2 separate regions of the Sus scrofa genome follow, and region 1 is linked to region 2. Evidence: chromatin contacts called from public Hi-C data. All regions are on one chromosome and are shown on one strand. Each heading gives the region's core, a stretch centred on a gene start, on an enhancer-like site or on the middle of the called end of the contact. The rest is flanking DNA. Distances are from core to core; before and after follow the strand shown.

Region 1 (5,425 bases), core at 2,268-4,767, 150 kb after region 2:
CCTTCATCTGCCCAGGATGAGGCTCTGCCTGCCTCTCTGCTGTCCACTGGTGTCCCCTCCTCGCTGCTCACACTGTGCCCTGTCAGCTCGACTAATGGTCAAGGCTCTACTCAGTTTCCACCTTTCCTGCCAGGCCCCTGCTTGGTCCCCAGCGCTTGGTCTCTCCTGCTGCCACATCCCTCCAGAGCCCGGTGCCACAGGACGTGGCACCAGCCCATCACCACCTCACCGTCTGCCCGGTTTCACGTGCACAGCCACCCTCCTGGAGGGAGCAGCCTCACTGTGACGTGGCACGTTGATGGGTGCCCCAGGGGAACCCGACCTGGAAGCAGAGTTCGGGAGGTCTGCCTGGTAGATGCGTTTGTTTTCTCTTTCTCAGCTCCTGGGCTGCGGCCCGGAACGGGGCCATTGTTCCCTTTGCCAGTAAGTTCCAGCGGAGGGAGGCCTTGCCGCCTGGGGTGGCTTCTTTCCCTGCGGCTTCTCCATCTCAGATATCTTCCCTTCCTCCCCTAGACTTCCTGCCTCGGTCTCTGGCAGGAGAGCCTGTCCCCAGTACCATATGTCCCACTCACCCTGGCTGGGCCCACTGCCAGCACCTGTGGCCGCAGAAGCCTTCATCAGGGATGAAGGGAACTCGAAACTGCTGAGGCTCGCCATTCACCCTCCTGGACCTGATCCTCCTGGAGAGCAGGCCGCAGGGACCGAGGCAGTGTCCCCGAGGCTTTGCCGCAGGCAGAGGAGCCTCTCACCCCCCTCTTAGCCCCTCCAGCCACCGTGCCCCTCCCCCACCAGAGCATAATGCAGAAAGACAGATGCCACTACGAGACAGCATGGCCCTCCTGAGCAGGTGGCTGGTGCTATTTCATTGCATCCTCAGCATGGGCTGTGTGCAGAATAACCCAACTGTCTCAGAGGTCCTTTTCTGGGGAAGGGGTGACCTATCTCCTAAGAGCTTTGGGGGCAGGTCCCCTGGGAGTTGGTGGCAGTGGGGTGTTGCACGGTGTTGGGGTGGGGGGCGAGGGAAGCAGGCAGAGGTGCCAGCCCTGCTCACTTAGCTCCGTGTCCTTTGTCCTTTCAGACTGGAGACCGGCGCTGAATCTCGCTGCCCTGGACTGTGCTGAGGAGACCAACAACGCAGTCTGCAGAGAATTTGACATCCCTGGCTTCCCGACTGTGAGGGTGTGTGACCAGGAGGGGCGAGGGACCTGGGGGGCAGCGCCGCTGGAGCGTGTTGCCTGCTGCTCTGAGCCACGCTGGCATCTGCCCGGCTGCTGAGCTCTGTAGGGTCCTCCCAGGCTTCTGGGCTTGACCTGTTTAAATCACAGCCCCTGGAGCACTGCTCCTGGATGAGCTGATTATTTTAGAGGCCGAAGGGGATGTGAGTTGGGAGGCAGAACAGAAAGAGGTTCCCTCGGTCTGGCCCAATCCCCCCCCCTTATAAGGGAAAAGGGGGGCTCCGTGTGGTTATGTTGGGATGGGCAGAGTTTAGCTGTTACGTGATCATCCCCTGGGCTGCCGAGAGCTCCCAGGGACCTCTTTCCTCTCCTCCTGACCTTCCAGCTGTAGAAGGCTGGTCTAACTCCTGTAAAACCAGGGTTCAGGCTCTGCCCCATCCGTGGGCAGGATCAGATGCAGGGAGCCTCATGGTCCCCCAGTAAATGACCCCAGAGACACTGGCAAGCCCCATCCTCATCAGGCAAGTGCCTCGAATCTAAGTGGCTTGGAAGTGCCCTGTCAGGAGAGCTTTACCCTGCTGTCTCAGGCAGCAGGGATCCCCATCAGGAGAGTTGTCACACCCAGCACATGAGGGCCCCGTCACCCCAGCTCTGGCTGCAAGTAGCATATGCTCTCTGATGATGCCTTGCCTGCCAGCCCGCTCACCGCAGGGCATCAGCTGCTTAGTCAACATCTGGGCCACTTCCAAGGTCTCACATCCGAGGCCCTGGGAAGCCCAGAGCCACAAGGCTTTGCCTTTAAACTTAGCGCCCTCCCCAGGGCTCAGGGCCAGCTATAATCCAGTTCTCTTCCAAAAGAATCCAAATCGCATCTCTCTCTACTGCCAGCAATAAATAATTAGTGTGCTCCCACCAGAATGGCATCTGGAATAGCGGTTTCCTCTGTGGCCACTAAGAATAATCAGGACATGCCTTTGAAAATAGAAAAGCCAACCATTGTCCCCAGGATAAGATATCTCTGAGTTTGATCCTGGAAAGAAGGTACCAGAATCTGGATTCTTGGTAGTCAAAGAATGAACTCCACGAACACACAGGCAGCAAGCAAACAGAGTCTTTATTAAAGAAAAGCAAATAGTTGGGAGTTCCCGTCGTGGTGCAGTGGTTAACGAATCGATTAGGAACCATGAGGTTGCGGGTTCGATCCCTGGCCTTGCCCGGTGGGTCAAGGATCCGGCTTGCATGAGCTGTGGTGTGAGCAGACGCGGCTCGGATCTTGTGTTGCTGTGGCTCTGACATAGGCCGGGGGCTACAGCTCTGATTCGACCCCTAGCCTGGGAACCTCCATATGCCGTAGGAGCGGCCCAAGATATGGCAGAAAGACAGAAAGAAAGAAAAAAAAGAAAAGAAAGAAAAGCAAATAGCTCCCAGGACGGGGGGTGGGGGGTGGGGGGGAAGAGCCCCGCTTTCCTATTGTCCTTTAGGGATTTTTATCTCTAAAGATGGGGGGGTGGTACCAACATGGGGTCCCCTTGGCCTTGCTCAATTACCTGTATCAGTCCTTGTCCAAGATGGGTTTTAGGGTTGGAAAAGTCCCCTGTACGTTTTATGGTTTCTTTGTCCTTTTCTTGGATTAAGTCACCATTCCTCTCATTCCTTTTTTATCAGTGGAGGAGTGGGCTAGAGATTCGCATTTCCTACAGTAAACAAAGTCTGTGGGGAGTTTGCATTTCCTATAAGAAGACAAGGCCTGCGGAGGGGTTACTGCCTAGAGCCCTTCAGCCACAAAGGTTAATCAAAATCCACATCAAAGGACTACATCGGAGCCCCTGCTCCTCCACTAACAACCTGAATTAATATTCTGCCTCAAGGTCAGGGCCTTCAGTCGACAGGCAGAACCCTGAGCTGGATCTGAGCCTGGTGATGCCAAGTAGAATTCTTCTCAAAAGCAAGCCTCCGGCCCCCTCCAGCCCCCGTCCAGCACTAACTCCATGTCAGGCTGTTGTCTGTTCTCGCAGCCAGTGAGATCCTGCTGGGTTTGGGGGCGAGCCTCCTGCCGTGCTGCTCCCATTACCGCTTAGGCTCCAGCCCGCTGGGACCAGGCTGCCTGGGGAAGTGTCCTGAGCCAGCAGTGACGGCTGTAACCTTTAGAGGTGGTGGCAGAGAGATTGTTTATCAACCCTCTCTTTTGAGTACAAGACTTCCCTGGCAGGGCCATTGCCCTGTCCTTGGCCCCAAGGTCTGTAACTTCAAATATTCAAAAACACTCTCCGAGGGGGCGGATGGAGCTCTCTGTTCCTGCTGCTGAGCCAGGGCCGGCAGCCCCGCCCGGGAAGCTGTGGGAAAACCATTGTGGCAGCCGGAGTCCCTGCTCCCAGGCCAGTGATTTTCCTCCCAGCGAGCACTCCACGCAGGGGTGCAACCCTGCCAGCACCCCACCCCCCCACCCCAGGCGAGGGAGGGCTTTCTGTTTCTGTCTGGGAGGCAGTGGGTGTGAAGCAGGCGGCCCAGGTACATCAGGCAATCCAGAAGCTTCTCAGCGCCTACCCCAGTCACGCAGCACACGCCGCCTGAGTGCCTCCAGCGATGAATCAGATTAATCATCTCCTCCGCCACCCAGCCGCCTGTGGGAGGGGTGCGGGGAGGGCCCTGAGCTGGTCTCCTTGACCTCCCCCTGCCTGGACATGGGCAGCCCCCCCAGGCTGGGCTGGGCTGGCAGTCACCTGTCCATTTCTTAAGAGCTGCAGAAACCAGTGTCGCGGCCTCCCTCGGCCAAGCCCTCCGAGGCTCCCGCTGTTCAGTTTGGGCAGGAAGAGGTAGGCAGGTTCTCCTTAGGGCTCCGGTCTAGGGCACAGTGGCTCGGGCTCCTGGTGGGTCTCTGCTTTAAGGCCCGAGCTGTTGGAACACATGTCACTCCTGTGACCCACAGTATTGACCGTGAGATCCAGAAATTGGTTTGTATCTGTTATCCCTAAACAACAAATGTTTCATAAAATCATATTCTTAGTAAGTGCAGCACACTGATATTTTCCGTTCTATTTATTTATTTTTTTTAAATACTGTGATTCACTAAAGCGATTTTACAGCTTACCACTAGATTGCTTCTAGTGTTTGGAAAACACTCCTCAGATTCCAGATCTCCAGGGATTCTGGCCCATTGAGAACCCGGTGTGCCTGTGGGCAGCGTGGCTGGACTCCCTAGAAAGCAGTGCAGACCTTGGAGGTGGGCCTGGCTGTCAGCAGGACGGAGAGACAGCCCTGTCCCTCTGTCTTCTGTCCCCTGTCCTTCCTCCCTCCCACAAAGGCTGCAAGAAACTCTAGGATGAGGACATGTTTGAACAGGGAGAAGTGAGAGTGTTGCTGGGGTGATGGGGACAGACCCATGCGAGAGTCTGGCCACCCCCAGTGACATCTGTCATTGTCCTCTTTCCTTTGCTTCCTGCCCTTTGTCACTGTGAGCAAACATTACGCTTCCACTAGCCCAGCCTGTTTAGCAAACACCTGGCCCTGCAGGGCGGACCAGCTATGTCAGGGCCCCATCAGCCTGAAGCCAGGGCCCAGCTGGAAGAGAACAGAGCCGGGGAGAGCCTTGTGGCTGGTTCCCCCTGGCACCACGGGGACCTAGAGGCTGGCATGGTCCATGACCATTTGTCATGGTCACAGGAGTGCCCCTCCATGGGTAATGGGACAGGACCCTTTGTAGCCAAAGGCTGGGCTGGGTCAGGATTACTGGAAGCAGCAGCATTGGTTGGGAGGGGACAGACGTTTTCCCTTCATAAGGTTCTGAGGAGCTAATTGATGCGACTTCATATCCCGGCTCCCCTGCTTACGTCTGTGACTCAGGAAGCCGCCCAGCCTCAGTTTCCTTGTCTGGAAAATGGGATGATGATATCTACCTAAGAGGATTGTCGCCGTGTGTGAACTGAGGTTTTTAGCAGAGACCCCAGTGTATGACTCCAGGCTCCATAAATGTTACTTGTCATCCTTCTCATCGCCCCATGGGCAGGGTAGCCCGTCTGTGATGCGGCGTCTGAGGTGGTCCGTCCATCAGCAGCTGTTGAGTGAATGTTTGCTGGGGGCACAGCACGGTGCTCACCGTAAACCCTGGCCAGAAACGCAGTTGAGGTCGGCCAGACAGGAAAGTGCCCTCTGCAGGGGCCCTGGGAGCCCCCAGCCAGTCGACAGGCGGGGGCTACATGTACACAGTGAACGCTGGGGGGATTTGCTGGGCTCACCCATCTCTTTTTCTCCCC
Region 2 (5,385 bases), core at 412-2,911:
CATGAGCTATGATGTAGGTCGCAGACACGGCTTGGATCCCACGTGGCTGTGGCGTAGGCCCGCATTGTAGCTCCGATTAGACCCCTAGCCTGGGAACCTCCATATGCCGCAGGTGTGGCCCTAAAAAGACAAAAGACAAAAAACAAACAACAATAAAAAAACTGCCGGAGACTTTTCTCAGTAATAAATTGAGCCATAGGGAATAATCCAGGCTTATGGTTATAGGAAAAGAATTGGAAAGCATCTTTGATAATAGTTTTCTCCTTGTGTCTAATTATATTTTAGAATATCTGTGTATTTAGCTCTGATTGGACACTTTTTATTTCTTTCTTTAATCGCTATTCCTTGTTTTTTGATAGTGTTGGTAGTAACAGTTTAGGTATTCAGGAGGACCATTCTAGCAGAAAGTCTGCCTGTGATCTTTCCTCTGTGGATGTTACCTCCCAGCACTCATCAGGGGCCCAGTCTTCTGCATCATCTCGTTCATCTTCTTCTAAAGGAAAGAAAGGAAAAAAGGAAAAGATGGAATGTAAGTGGAATTCTACATTTTTTTTTTTTTCCCTAACCAGTGATTTTTGTGGTAGTGATCTAAATTATGATTTGGTTCCATAAGTTAGATGAATTTCTTTATGATAATAATTTAATAGGCTTTCATATTTATCATCACAATATCTTTTGATGTATAACATAAATCTTTTGCTCAATACAAAAGGAATACATTAATAAGATAAAAATTAAGGATTATAGATAAACAATCAAACAAGAAATATAAATCCCTATTGATTCTTCTGCTCAGAGATAACTACAATTAATATTTTTGGTGCCCGTTTTTCCAGTATATACATAAAACCATGCATATTCCCACATACATCCTTATTTAAAAAACGGAAGTGAGGAGTTCCCTCCTGGCTCAGTGGATTAAGGATCTGGTATTGTCACTGCTGTGTTTCTGGTTATAGCTGTGGCATGGGTTCAGCCCTGGCTTGGGAACTTCTACATGCAATAGGCAGGGCCAAAAACAACAACAAGTGGCATCATATTGTTTTGTAAGTACTTTTTAAACTTTATATTGTGTACATTTCTGAGTGTCATTAAATGTAATACTAAAATTTCCTTATCTATAAAATAAAGTTGCTAATAGAAGCTTCATATGATAATTTTGAAGCTGACATATGTAATGTGTACATCTCAGTACTTGGCACAGTAGCTGTCCCTTTGGCACTCTTATTTTTGAGTGCTTGAGTATACCTTTCAGTCCCCTTCTACTCTTGGTTATAATTTGCTCTGTATACTTAAGATGACAAGATATACTGATTAGGCAAGGGCCTCTTAGCTCACAGGATGGTGCCTAGGGAATGATTTTGCTTCCAAAATTATTTTTTCTAACAGTAAAAATTGCTCATTGAGTTTAAAAAAGAGAGAGAGAGAAGGAGCAGGAATCTATAAATATAGAAAACCTATTTAAAAATTTTAAATCACCTAAATTCTTCCATCTAGAGATAACCAATATTAACATTTTTTAGATTTTATTTTATTGTGGTAAAATATACTGAACATAAAATAACAGATCATTTTACCTGTTTTCAAATGTACTGTCACAGAGTTGCACAACCATCATCATTACCCAACTCCAGAACTTTTTCGCCATCCCATGGTGAAACTCTGAACCCATTTAACAGTAATTCCCTCTTCCTCCCTTCCCCCAGTCCCTGCTAACCGGTGTTTTCTTTCTGTCTCTATGAATTTGACTACTCTAGATACTTCATATAAGTGACATCATCCAAAATTCATCCTTTTGTGTCTGGCTTTTTTCATTTGGCATAATGTCTTTACATCCATGTTTTTTATAGAATGTGTCAGAATGTCTTTTGTTTTTAAGGATGAATAATATTCCACTATATGTATATACCACATTTGGTGTATTCATTCATCAGTTGATGGACATCTTGGGTTTTTTTTTTACCTCTTCGGCTGTTGTGAATAATGTGGACATAACATTGCTGTACAAATACTGTTTGACTTACTACTTTCAGTTCTTTATATTTATACCCAGTTATAGACTTGCTGGATCAAAAGGCATGTCTATATTTTTTTTGAGGAACTACCATACAGTTTTCCATGGCTGCTGTAACATAATACATTCTCACCTGTAATGTGCAGGAGTTCCATTTTCTCCACATTTATGCGAACACTTGTTTTTTCCTGTTTTTTTTTTTTTGGCTTTTGTTTTTTTAAAGACTTAGATATCCTTATGAGTGTGAAATGTTAACATTTTTAGTAAGAATCCTTCCAGATGATGGGTAGACATATGTAAATAGAAAATGTTACATGTATGAGATCACAGTTTTGTTCTGTCACTGGGTTGCAGATACCTTTCTGTTAGTGAATATAGATTACCCATTGTACCTACCTAGTGTTCTGTTATTTGAATATATTGAAATTTATTTAGCCAGTTCCCCATTGCTGGATATTTAGGTTCTTTTTTGTAATATAAATACTGCTGCATTGAGTATCCTTACAAATGCATCTTTATGCATTAATCTGGTTTTTTTTCCTTTAGGAAAAAATCCTAGAAGTGAGATAATGGGAGAATGGTATGCCATGCTTAAAATTTGGATGTATTTTGTCAAATAGCTCTTCAGAAAGCTATTGCTAATTTAAACTGTTTACTTCCAATGTAAGAGTGCTAGGAGAAGTTGTTTTTTAATCATTAACCTAGTATAACTCTGTTGCAGATTCTAAGTGTTCTGAAAGTCTTCGGCAGGAACATTAGATATCATTTCATCAACACTACCCAAAGTGTATCATTTCTTATGAAATACTGATTCAGCACAGTAGGCTGTTTCATAGGTATTCTGAGGATAAAAGAGCTCCATGTTTCCATAAACTTGGGAAATACTTTTAGAGTGAAACAGACTTTTTTCTCACAAGATTCATAAACAATTTTAATATGCAAGTATGCATTTTTTATTTTAGATGGAGGATGAGGCTGTAGTATCAAGTATTTTTCACATTTATTTGACCACAGAATCATTTCTTCAATCAGCGTGTTACAATGTGCAGAACACATTTTGGGAAGTGCTTATTAACTTGCTTAGTTCTTTTATTTGGGGGTTGTTGTATTTTGTCATGTTAGTATCTCACCTAAGGTGATTAACCAGTTATTAGCAATTCTATATATATATATATATATATATATTTTTTTTTTTGTCTTTGCCATTTCTTGGGCCGCTCCCATGGCATATGGAGGTTCCAGGCTAGGGGTCTGATCGGAGTTATAGTGCCAGCCTACGCCAGAGCCATAGCAACGCGGGATCTGAGCCACTTCTGCGACCTACACCACAGCTCACGGCAACGCCGGATCCTTAACCCACTGAGCAAGGGCAGGGATCGAACCCGCAACCTCATGGTTCCTAGTCGGATTCGTTAACCACTGCACCACGACGGGAACTCCTTTTTTTCTTTTTTCTTTTCTTTTTTTTTTTTTTTAGCAATTCTATGTTCTAACTCATAAATCAAGTTTACCATCTACTATAATATACTGTACAACTGAAGATATCATGATATGTATAAATAATGTGATTTGGTATAGGTTTTAAAAAATTATAATCTAAAATGTGATTAAATGAGATATAGGTGATATTTTGTGGCTTTCAGTTTCTTTGATCCCCTCTCACAATGCCTTACAAAAGAAAATCTGTATATTTTACTTTCCACAATGGCAGCTTAAATTTAATACTTCATTCCAAGTTCTCAAATGTGTACATTTTGTTGTATATGCTCCATCTGGTGGTAAAAAAGAGTGTCTGCATGCTCACTATAGTTGAATATAGTTGGTAGATTAAAGTGGTAATCATAAGAAAATTAAATTATTATAATTTAATTTAAAAACATGAAAATATACTTTCATTTGGCAGTCTTTTGAATTAAGAGTAAACATTTTCTTTGCATACGGATCCTTTGATTAGAGTTTAGATGTTTCTTGCATAGAACATTCCTTGTATTGTCTACAATTTCTAGTTGTTTGAAGCCAAGAACAATTTTTAAATATGAATTTTCAAAGAAAAATATATTAAATGAATAAAGGGTCTTTTGGGATTTTGTTTTTGCCACACACATGGCATGCTGACGTTCCTGGGTCAGGGATTGAACCCATGCAATAGCAGTCCAAGCCACTGCAGTGACAGTGCTGCATCTTTAACCTGCTATGCCACAAGAGAACTCCTTATTTTTTCGTTTTTTAACCAAATTTTAATGAAGAATTTTTACCTAATTACTATTACTGTGGCATAATAGAGCAATTTAAATTTTTATTTAAAAAATTATTAAAAAATTTTTTTTGACTATGTGATGAGCAGTGGCTTGATGTGGGATCTTAGCTCCCAGACCAGGGATTGAAACTGGGCTGCAGCGGTGAAATCACTGAGTCCTAACCACTAGACCACCAGGGAACTCCTTAAAATTTTATTTTTTATGTGGTAAAAATAAGTAGTATTTGCCATTTTTAACAATTTTTAAGTGTACCATTCAGTGGCATGTGGAACTCCCGGGCCAGGGATCAGATCTGAGCTGCAGTTGCAACCTACTCCACAGGTTCGGCAGCACTGGATCCTTTAACCCACTGTACCAGTCCGGGGATCAAACCTGTGTCCTGGCGATGCAGAAGCCACCAATCCTGTTGTGCCACAGCAGGAACTCTGAAATATCTTTCCTTTTTAAGGCTGAATAATATTTCCTTATATGTGTATATCATGTTTTGTTCATGCATTCATTGTTAAAGGACACTGAGTTGCTTCTGCCTTTTGGCTATTGTGAATAATGCTGCTTTGAACATGGATGTGCCAAATACTTGGGTTTTTTTTTTTTTTTTCTCTTTTCTTTTGGTCTTTAACCATATATCTACATTTAAAAACTTTTTAAACTGCCATTAAAATGTCTTCACAATTCTTTTGTCTACCCTTTGTTTAAACATAGCAAATGTTTTTCCATGCTGCTATTGAAACATATCATCAATGTGAACAGCCCTAGACTTAGAGTAATGAGGCCTGGGTGTGTGTCATATTTCTGTTACTGAATCTGCTTCCTTAAGTTATTTAGCCTCAGAGATCTCTAGTTATCTCATTGGTATATGAAGCATACAGTACCCACTTCATGGGAGCAATAAGATAATATAAAGTGCATTTTAAATCACAAAGTTTTATTTAAATACTCACATTACTGTTATCTATGTAATTTAGACAATTCTGTTGTTGGAAATGTAGCTTGAAATTTTTGTATTGTATTATAAAGTTATGTATTGACTTATGCGTAATTTTTATTTTGTTTGTTTCAGTAATCTCCTTAACATACCCCTTTAAGTAAGACTCTTCTGAGTCAGAGAATATG

What was found. Hi-C and Micro-C count contacts between places; a contact is called where the count stands out from the background.
Region 1: a Hi-C map of liver shows a contact between it and region 2, with 6 times the contacts expected there. The contact joins two enhancer-like sites. A contact is called at or near these places in 3 of 47 Hi-C or Micro-C datasets (embryonic fibroblasts, heart right ventricle and liver).

The regions. Positions count from the first base shown.
Region 1 is chr9:121,788,279-121,793,703 of Sscrofa11.1, forward strand. QSOX1 (sulfhydryl oxidase 1) reads left to right here. Exons shown (of 13, transcript XM_013989655.2): 3 at 1,079-1,179. Among named protein-coding and RNA genes, the nearest start is that of QSOX1, 12 kb to the left of the region's middle. Within about 2 kb of position 3,518, at least 20 of the 83 cell types and tissues checked have an H3K27ac peak or open chromatin away from gene starts, as enhancers often do. A contact at or near this core is called in liver, where this site is marked.
Region 2 is chr9:121,642,705-121,648,089 of Sscrofa11.1, forward strand. It overlaps CEP350 (centrosome-associated protein 350), which reads left to right. Exons shown (of 43, transcript XM_021063750.1): 15 at 360-529. Among named protein-coding and RNA genes, the nearest start is that of CEP350, 55 kb to the left of the region's middle. Within about 2 kb of position 1,662, at least 1 of the 83 cell types and tissues checked has an H3K27ac peak or open chromatin away from gene starts, as enhancers often do. A contact at or near this core is called in liver, where this site is marked.